Regions from separate parts of the Zea mays genome. Here region 1 is linked to region 2. The links are chromatin contacts, called in public Hi-C maps. All regions are on one chromosome and are shown on one strand. The core of a region is the stretch at or near the end of the contact, and the rest is flanking DNA. Distances in the headings are between cores, read along the strand shown. Region 1 holds the start of LOC103635303 (histone chaperone ASF1B). Region 2 holds the start of LOC100272960.

The links. Hi-C and Micro-C count contacts between places; a contact is called where the count stands out from the background.
Region 1: a Hi-C map of ear shows a contact between it and region 2, with 3 times the contacts expected there. The contact joins the promoter of LOC103635303 here to the promoter of LOC100272960 in region 2. A contact is called at or near these places in 5 of 25 Hi-C or Micro-C datasets (bundle sheath, ear, endosperm and 2 more).

What each region holds. Positions count from the first base shown.
Region 1 is chr8:67,353,112-67,357,747 of Zm-B73-REFERENCE-NAM-5.0, reverse strand. It overlaps LOC103635303 (histone chaperone ASF1B), which reads right to left and starts at 1,553. Exons shown (of 3, transcript XM_008657793.4): 1 at 1,222-1,553. The coding sequence starts at 1,330.
Region 2 is chr8:67,039,800-67,044,214 of Zm-B73-REFERENCE-NAM-5.0, reverse strand. It overlaps LOC100272960, which reads left to right and starts at 1,344. Exons shown (of 7, transcript NM_001147412.1): 1 at 1,344-1,682; 2 at 1,795-1,865; 3 at 2,041-2,149; 4 at 2,510-2,592; 5 at 2,751-2,909; 6 at 3,508-3,609; 7 at 3,714-4,072. The coding sequence starts at 1,616. The coding sequence ends at 3,854.

The DNA.
Region 1 (4,636 bases), core at 304-2,803, 310 kb before region 2:
TCACTGGTTCAGATTCTGGAGACTTCTACAGAAGGAGGAAAAGCACCAACAAATTCTCGATGCCTGTCGAGCTTTGGAGGTGGTGGCGATGGAAGTTTTTGCAATGCATGGATGGCGCTCGAATGCAAGAATTGAAGATGGCTAGTGTTTTCTATAGTCATGGCATTTTGTTTTCTTTGAGTTAGTTTAATTATTCAAGCAACTGCTCTATGGTCCAATAATCGTTATGTAATGGTTGTACGCATTTGTATGCTAAAGCCGGAACTCTTGTTTCCATAATAAAAAAACAAAATTATACCCTAGTACTTCAACGTTCATTGGGTTATAGATTTGTATAATTTCTATGTAGTACTTATCATGATATGTCTTTATGCCATTATCAACAAACCAGAGACAAAAGAGGGGAGAAAATAAGGCAAACATGTCTGGACCAGAATTATTCAGACAATGACCACCCCCACTCAAACAGCTTTTGAAGCTAGCAGGATCCAAAGGAATAATGTATCTTATGAAACAGGCCAACAGATTATCCACTACAGTGAATAAATCACTAAAAGCAAAATAGAACATTTTTCAGAATTACCAGCAATATTGGAATCTCATCAGCTACTACACAGGTGTCGATCCCTTATAAGTACAAGATACAAATAACATGAGACTTATCCACTGCACATTCAATTATAATCAGCTTCAAGCAAAGATAATTCTAGATTGTAGACAATCATCCACGCATGGCACAGGTGTGCATGGAATTTTTTGCACAAGTGATCTAATGTGGCACCCAGATTTTGACAATACAAGTATACAACTAATTAACCCACTAAGCAAATAGGTTCAGTCATATGACATGCTGGTTTCTAGATACTAGTAATGGAGAGTAGAATACACGATCAAGAATCGCATGGTACAGAATAGGGCAGTGGAAATTATGCTGCATTCTTATGCTAATCACCGAACAAGAACAGCGGTAGCCTGGATAGCAGCAATGGCATTCGCATCTATGCTACTACTGCCGCACAGGAACGCAACCGATGCAGCGGCGTTCGACTCCCGTACCCTCGTGATCCCATCCCGCAGAGATAGCAAAGCCCAACCCCATAACCCGGCATCCCAGCTGCATCCAAAGCGCCACCCACCGATCCCAGGACGCCGAAACCCTAGCCCGGGGCCACGCATCACGGGGACCGAGAGAAGGGGAGGAAAACGGTCAGTACTCAGTACCGTCGTCGAGGGGCACGAGGCACTCGTAGGATATCTCGAACTGGAAGGGGTTGATGAAGGCGGTGGGGTTGTCCAGCACCGCCACGTTGGTGATGTTCACCGCGCTCATCGCCGCCGCCGGGAGCAGCCGCGCGCCCGCGCGTGCTCGAGCAGAGGGGAAAAGACGCGAGCAAGACGCGGCGGCTCGGGATCGGATTTCTAGCGGCCTTTCGGGCGGTGTAATGGTGACGGTGTGGGATGAGATGGGGAGCGGCGGGAAGCGAAATTGGGTTGGCGGGAGACGGCTCGGAGCTGCAGGTTTGGAGTGGAGAGGCGAGGCCAAGCGACAGCGAGAGAGGAGAAATTTGCTATTATGGAGATCCTCACGTGCGGCTTCGACGTTTTGAAGGCGTAGGTGAAGGATTAGCTGATATAGAAAAGCAGGGAATAGGCCACTTGCTAAAACGAACAAGAACACTCTATTACTTGGTAACCTCTTTGATTAAAACCATGGATACTCACGTCGTCTACATCCGTTACCTCTCCATCGGCATCGCGGCCGTGCGTGACCCGCCCGTGCTCATCCTCGACGAGCCCACCTCCGGCCTCGACAGCGCCTCCGCGCTCCACATCGTCGGCGCGCTCCGCGCCATGGCCGAGGCGCGCGGACGCACCGTGCTGCTCAGCATCCACCAGCCGGGAGCGCGCATCGTCAAGATGTTCGACTCCGTCCTCCTGCTAGCCGTCGGCTTCGTCCTCCATCATGGCACCGTCGACCAGCTCCGCGCCCTGCTCGGGGACGCGGGCCTCCACCTGCCCCCGCACGTCTCCGTGGACGCGCTCCGCCGCCACGCCAGTAGCAGCCTGCAGGCGCCGTCCTCCGGAGACCGAGAGGGTCGGTGCACGCTGCAGCGTCTGTTCCAGCTGCACGGCAAGCAGGTGGCGGACGCCCCTGTGGCCGTGACCATGATGGCTAGCCGCTACGCCAACTCGCGGGCGCGGGAGGTGGCGGTGCTGTCGCAGCGCTTCTTCAAGAACGTGGCGCGGACGCGGCAGCTCTTCGCGTGCCGCACCGTGTGCATGCTGGTGGCGGGCCTTGCGCTGGGCTCCATCTTCTACGACCTCGGGCAGGACAAGGTGGTGGAGCGCGTGGGTCTCTTCGCCTTCCTGCTCACCTTCCTCCTGTCATCCACAACGGAGGCGCTGCCCATCTTCCTGCAGGAGCGCGACATCCTGGCCAGGGAGACGGCGTCGGGGGCGTACCACGTGTCGTCGTACGCGGTGGCCAACGCGGTCGTGTTCCTGCCCTTCCAGCTGGCGCTGGCCGTCATGTTCGCGGCGCCGGTGTACTGGCTGGCGGGTCTCCGTCGAACGGCGACCGCGTTCGGCTACTTCCTGCTGGTGATATGGCTGATCCTGTACACAGCGTACTCGGTGGTGGTGTGCTTCGCGGCGGCGACGCCGGACTTCGTGGTGGGGGGGGATGTTGGCGGGAACAACTTCCGTGGGAGGAATGTTGGCGGGAACAACTTCCGTGGAGAGAAGGGTAACGGGATGTAGACGACGTGAGTATCCATGATTTTAATCAAAGAGGTTACCAAATAATGGAGTGTTCTTGTTCGTTTTAGCGAGTGGCATATTCCCTGCTTTTCCATATCAGCTAATCCCTCGTCTACGCCTCTAAAACGTCGAAGCCGCACGTGAGGATCTCCATAATAGCAAATTTCTCGCGAGAGAGAGGTAGCCAGTAGCCACTAGCCAGGTAGGGGTGGGGTGGGGGAGCCGAGAGACGGGACCCCTCCAGGCCTCCACCGCTGTCGAAACTCGAAGGCCGCCAAATCCCATATTTTCTAGGAATCACACAGAATTCTGCTGAACCGCCTTACTTCTTGGTAGGTCTACAGAATGCAGGGGTCAAAAAAGGGATAAAACGATGCAAACAATTCCCTGCAAATACAGACAAGGCTCTCATATACATCTTTTCTGATACGTAGCTGCGAGCACATTCGTTAGGAGAGAGACGCAAGACATCGCTGATTTGCGAATTAGCGCTGCTGCTGTTCTTGTTCTTGTACAAGACTGACTCAACAGAAACAATGGAGACCTATCATCAAAAAACAGAAACAATGGAGACCACAGATGGTTTCAGGCTACCGAAGGGCAACACACTGCTGCTTATATTGAAGAATTTGCAGGAGGATGTGCAGGAGCGGGCAGCTACTGTGCAATCTTCTATTTATTCTACTCTTGCCACGAACTGCTCGGAATTCTCTTTCACTTTGTTGCAGAGCGTGAGCAGTAAATGCAAAGAAAAAACACAGTTGCAGAAAATGCTAGCAGTAGCAGCCAAATTGAGCAAAAAAAAAGGGGTGTTCCCATTTGGATCACCATTCCTTAACCACGGGCAAAATGAAGGTGGAAAACTGAGTAGTTGGGTACCGTGTATGCAGATGAGCAGGTAGCCATGTTCCCTTATTTCATATCCTTTGGATCTACTCGTATTATATGAAAGCAAACCTGAAACTGAAGTGAAGTCAGGAATCTATTGTATTTTCCTTTTAGTATTACTTCTGACTATCATATTTATCACGCAGGGCTAATACTTTACAAGAAATGTGCTGGTTCTCGATACTCCTCCAAGCGGTTGTAGAAGAATCCTGGTTTGGCTAAAATAGTTTTACATACGAAAGATGGACTTTGTACAAATATATTCTCTGCCAACAATATGTATATCCAGGCGGAGATGAACTTGGAGGGAAGCAGATTTACATTTCGCTGATATTATATATTATCAGTTGCAGTTCATTAATATTGCGCTTCTTCTCTGTTATCAAACTATTCACACAAGACGTCCTTCAAGAAGTTTGCTCCTCGTGTTGCGCTCCTTAACCAAAAAAAAACCATGGATGAAATTCAAAAACACATCATTGTCACGTGTGAATTTATGAATGGACAAAAGGTTTTTGGTGATATTTGGAACGTGAAGAACATCACGAAGTGCAAGTGGGCGATCATTATATTCAATTGAGGAATGACCAATATGAAGAATATGCAAACCTGCGTCATTGCCGACTTGGACCTGTTCTCCGCCATTGTAGCATTCGCGGACGGTTAGACAGTCAAGATCACTGGTGATGTCATCCGTTGCCCCGGTATCATTGTACCAGTCTGTGTCAATCGCATACGAAGTTGAGGCAACAACAGCCGAAGGAGGATCTTCATTGTAGGATTCATCATTCATGTACCAGCACTGAATTGTTGTGTGGCCGGTTTTGCCGCAAATTTGGCAGATGGACTAGGACGAAGAAGAAGTCTTGTTGCTTCTGTCACTGGAACGGGGAGCACCACCACGTCCCCGGCTACGGCCATGACCATGATTACCACGTCCGCCATGCCCAACGTAATTTGCAGACAAACCAGTGTTCAACTGCATGTT
Region 2 (4,415 bases), core at 95-2,594:
TCAGTATCTATTGATTCCGTATTATTTTGTGTAGTCCCAACATCTAGTGATTCTTGATTGTTTTCATTTTCATCCAAATTAGTCCCAATTTGTACGTCTTGAATGATTTCATTTGATTCTTGATTTGACGTGACTTGATAAAATGATGTTATTGTTCGAACTCTCTTCATATTGTACACTGTAATTGTAACACTAATCACTATGGATTATGAAACTTTCTAGACACAACATAATTTTCTCGGTGTCAAACAACAAGCACAAACCATGGAATTGGAAACGCGAGGCTCACCATAGGTTGTCGGGTTGCGCCTGCTGCGCCTGCGCTGCTTGCTGGCTGCTGCACGGTGTATGTGCGGCTGCGACTGCTCCTGCTCCTGCTCGCCACTTCGCCAGCTTGCCGCAGACCCGTAGTGCCTCGCCCGCGTGCGGCCCTTGGGCCGGCGGGAGTGCAGGCCGGCTGCCCCTGCTCGGCTCCTAGTCCGCGTGACCGTGCCCCGGCGCCCGGCGCCTCCGCAGAGGAGCAGGCGAGCAGCCGCCAGCCCGCCACATTTGCTAGTTGGGTTGTTCGGTTACTATTCATATTTTTGGGTTGTTATTACACAATTAGTCCGTCCAAGAGTAGGGCCTGGGCCCTAGTGACCATAGGCCTGAATCCGCCCCTGCTTGACGGGTTGCTATCACAAGCAGTGGTGCAAAGAGCCTGGTAGCGGCCGCATGAAAGTTGTCTCTATGCGTCTGTGGACCGACGCTTTTAACTCACATCTAAAGTTGTTTGTTTGGGATCAGATAATCCATATACATAGGACGTGGATACCTTGCCTTGCGAGTTAGGGCCAGACATTTAGGCCATGTTTGAATGTAGTTAGCTGCTAACATTAGCTAAAAATATCTAAACATTATAATTAATAGTTTAAATATTAACTACTTTTAGTAAATTAGTTAGTTGGCTAGCTTATTCAACTAGCAGTTTTTTAACCAACTAACTCGTTCTACTATATTTAAACACCCTTTAATATATATTCTTTCTGTTATTTTCTATGTGTCGAGTTTTAGTTTAAAAATTACCTACCGGATGATAAAAAACATTTGAGAACCGAGGTGGTAGAAGATAATGACAAAAATCGCACGAACAAAGAAAATTTAGCCAAATAAGGTTAGCACATGGTTGATTGGAGGGTGCTCAAGAGGAGAGGACACGAGTGACGGCAGCATAGGCTGATCCGCAACAGATCCGCATATCCTTCCTCCCTTCCGTATCCGCCGATCAACCGGCCACAAAAACTCTCTCACTTACATTTGCGGGCCCATTGAACGTGCGGCCCACTTTCATTGAGAGACGAACACGCGAGTAGAGAATTTCTCCTGCCTGCTCACGACCGCCCTCTCGCCGGTCGCCGGTCGCCGCTCGCAACGCAAGTCGGAAGAGGAATCTCTCCAAGCTCCAATCCTCCGATCCTGCCCCAACCCAAGTCCCCTCCACCAGGCCGCACACCTCCGCCGCCCGGCGCGACCTTGCATCCACCAGCCTGCCCTCTCCTTCGCGTGAGGCGGCCCCGGCGACCGCGTCGGCAGTGCAAGACCAGACCGAGGCTTCTCCCGTTGGAAGGTTCCAGCCATGGCGAGCGCCGATCTGCTGCGGAAGGAGGAGGAGTTCTACTCCTCCCTCTTTGATTCCGCAAAAGGTAACCCGCCCATCCCCTTTACCCGAAAGGAAAAAAAAACTCCTCTTTCGATGCTCACATGTCGAGCTCAACCCCCAAATCCGCCCCTTATTTTAGTGCTGCGTGAACGCAGGCGACGGCGTCAAGTCGCGCTCGCAGGTGATTGAGAGGAAGATTGAATCCCTCGAGGACATGGCCACCAAGGTCGTTCCTGCTGCCTTCTACGCCTTGCTGCCCTTTTTTCGTTTTTTTTTTCCTTTTCGTCATGCCTGAATGCTCTCATGCAAGTAGTAGTTCTGGTGTAATATCAGACTTGTTGTGATGTGTGTTAGGGGTCTGCAGGTCAATGCTTTACACATTGCAATGTTATATCACTCAGGTCAGCAACCGGAGATCAAGAAGATGGTTGAACGACCGCTTGCTGATTGAGCTTGTCCCACGCCTTCATGTTGAAGAAATCAAAGGCCTCTTTGCTCCTCCACCATGGGGTATGCTCCGAATACTGCTCCAGTATTTTTTTAAAAAAGCATGCTTTTTCTATGCTTCGCAGTTCAAATGTTCTTTAACTATTTGTACTAACTGCTTGCGATTGCCCCTTGTATGCTAGAAAAGCTATAGACTATGTTCACAAAATCATAAAGAGACAACATTCTTTCTCTTGAAGTTAAAACATGTCCATGTTAAATGCTCACAAGTACTGCAGTACTGGAAATTCGTGTCCTCGTGCATATCTTGTTGTTCTTCTATTTATATCATTTAAAGAGAATTCTTATATGCATATGACATGTCATCTTTTCCTTCTTCTTTTTTGAGGAAAAGCTCATATGTATATTACAATGATTATGTAGGTGAGGAGCTGCCCTTGTCAGCATTCTGCAGGACAAGTGTTAGTGACTGGGAGGCCTTCAGGAGCATCGACATGGATGCTGAGGTGTGTAGAGCCAGTCCTGCTAGCCGCATTCTGTTCATCATTGTTCACTATATAATTTAGTGAAATGCACAATGAGAAGCGATATCTGTATATCACAGAACAGTCACATGCACTTGTTATGGACCAGCCATACTAAAGCAACTTATTCTTATTTGCAGGCAAGATTGATGCAACACATGAAACGATCATCCGAAAAACAAAGGACTCATGTCGACGAAGATGAATTGATTGCTCTGAATGCTTGGCGTCGTATAGGTCGCCAAACAAGAGAAGCTATTAAGAAAAAATTTCTACCTGATCTACTTCAAATATATGAAGTATTGCCTTCTTTGCTTTAGTTTAACCCCCTCTTTTTCCATAAAAACCAGGCTCATTCTCTTCATCTCCTCCACAATTGATTGAAGTGATAATATTTGATGAAAGCTAATCTGTTTTTCTTGCAAACAAGACATGAGAGTTCTTGGTTATGTATTTATATATATCTGAATCTGCTATCTTTCTCGCACATGCTAATTCATCATGCATACCACATCTAATTTGTTATTTGTAGTTTCAAGCCTCAATATTATGCGAAGTCTATGAGACAGGATAAATTTTATTGAATAGCTTTCTAAATTTACAGTATCGACAATATCAATTTAGTGCTATGCTTATAAAAGCAAAGATGTCGTTGTTATGACTTATATCTGTATGATGCCTAGGTTTTGTTTGGAAAATAATGTTCAGAAAAGGTGCATTGTGGGTCTCTTTGTCTGCTGCCCTTGTTTCCACCTTGTGTAAATATTTTTCCTGTCTTCAAAAGTTGGCATCAGTTTTGCAGTTTTCTTATGCCACTGCTAACAACTTCTCTTCCAGTCTATTTGACTTGGCGTGTCAGTTGTTTATACTATCAGCTTTTGCGTTTCATGTTTGCAGGAACAGGTTAGGGCCTTCATTGAAGGTACTGGTGACAGCGACGTGCTTGTGCTGAATGTCCAGGACCCGTTCCAGAGGCTGCTTCTGCACGGTGTTTGTGAGGTGACTATGTTCCCATGTCCGATAAAACCCAACAGTTTTATGCTAAAGAATTTAGTTGCTCTTAAAAATAGTAGTGGTCTTGATCAGGGTTTGTCTGTTTGCAGTTCTATAACGTAACCTCAATGACCACAAGCAGTGTAAGGGACGGGAAGCCATGGAAGAGCACCACCATCAAGAAGAGGCATGTCACCGGTCTTCCTCCGAGAATCACATTAGTTAGCTTCCTGAGGATGAGGAAGAATTAGTCGTCCCAGTAACATGTGGATGTGAGGGTCCTACACTAATTCGCCTGGATGTGTACTAAAAAGACAAATTTGTTGCTTTAGGTCGCATCTAGCATGTAATCAAATGTAAAATATCCATGTCAAATGTAAAATACATTGCAAGACCTTGTTCCAGATGAAGAAACTCAAAAGTGTAAGCCCCTACTTCTATCACTGAGTCTATGAAAGAGGCTTAAGCCAAAATATCTGTTGCGTAGCATTTTATGCCATATTCCACCTATCTATCATGTGGTCAGGAAGCGGTAGAAAATTAAGGCCTTGCAAAATTGCAATCCTATCCACTTGCTGGAATCTGAATCTAAAAAAAAAGGTTTCTGAATGCTTGTCCTCATTTTTTTTCTTTTATTGCCTGACAACTCCTATTCTCCATGTCTGCCATTGTGGCTAAAGCCCACAAGCAGCAAAGCATTGGCACCAGCATAGTATAGCATCCAAGCTAGAGTATAAGGTACGTACCTTCATCAATGGAAATATAAAGTAGGATATTCAACTTTGACAGCTCCAAGGTGCTTCATTCTGATA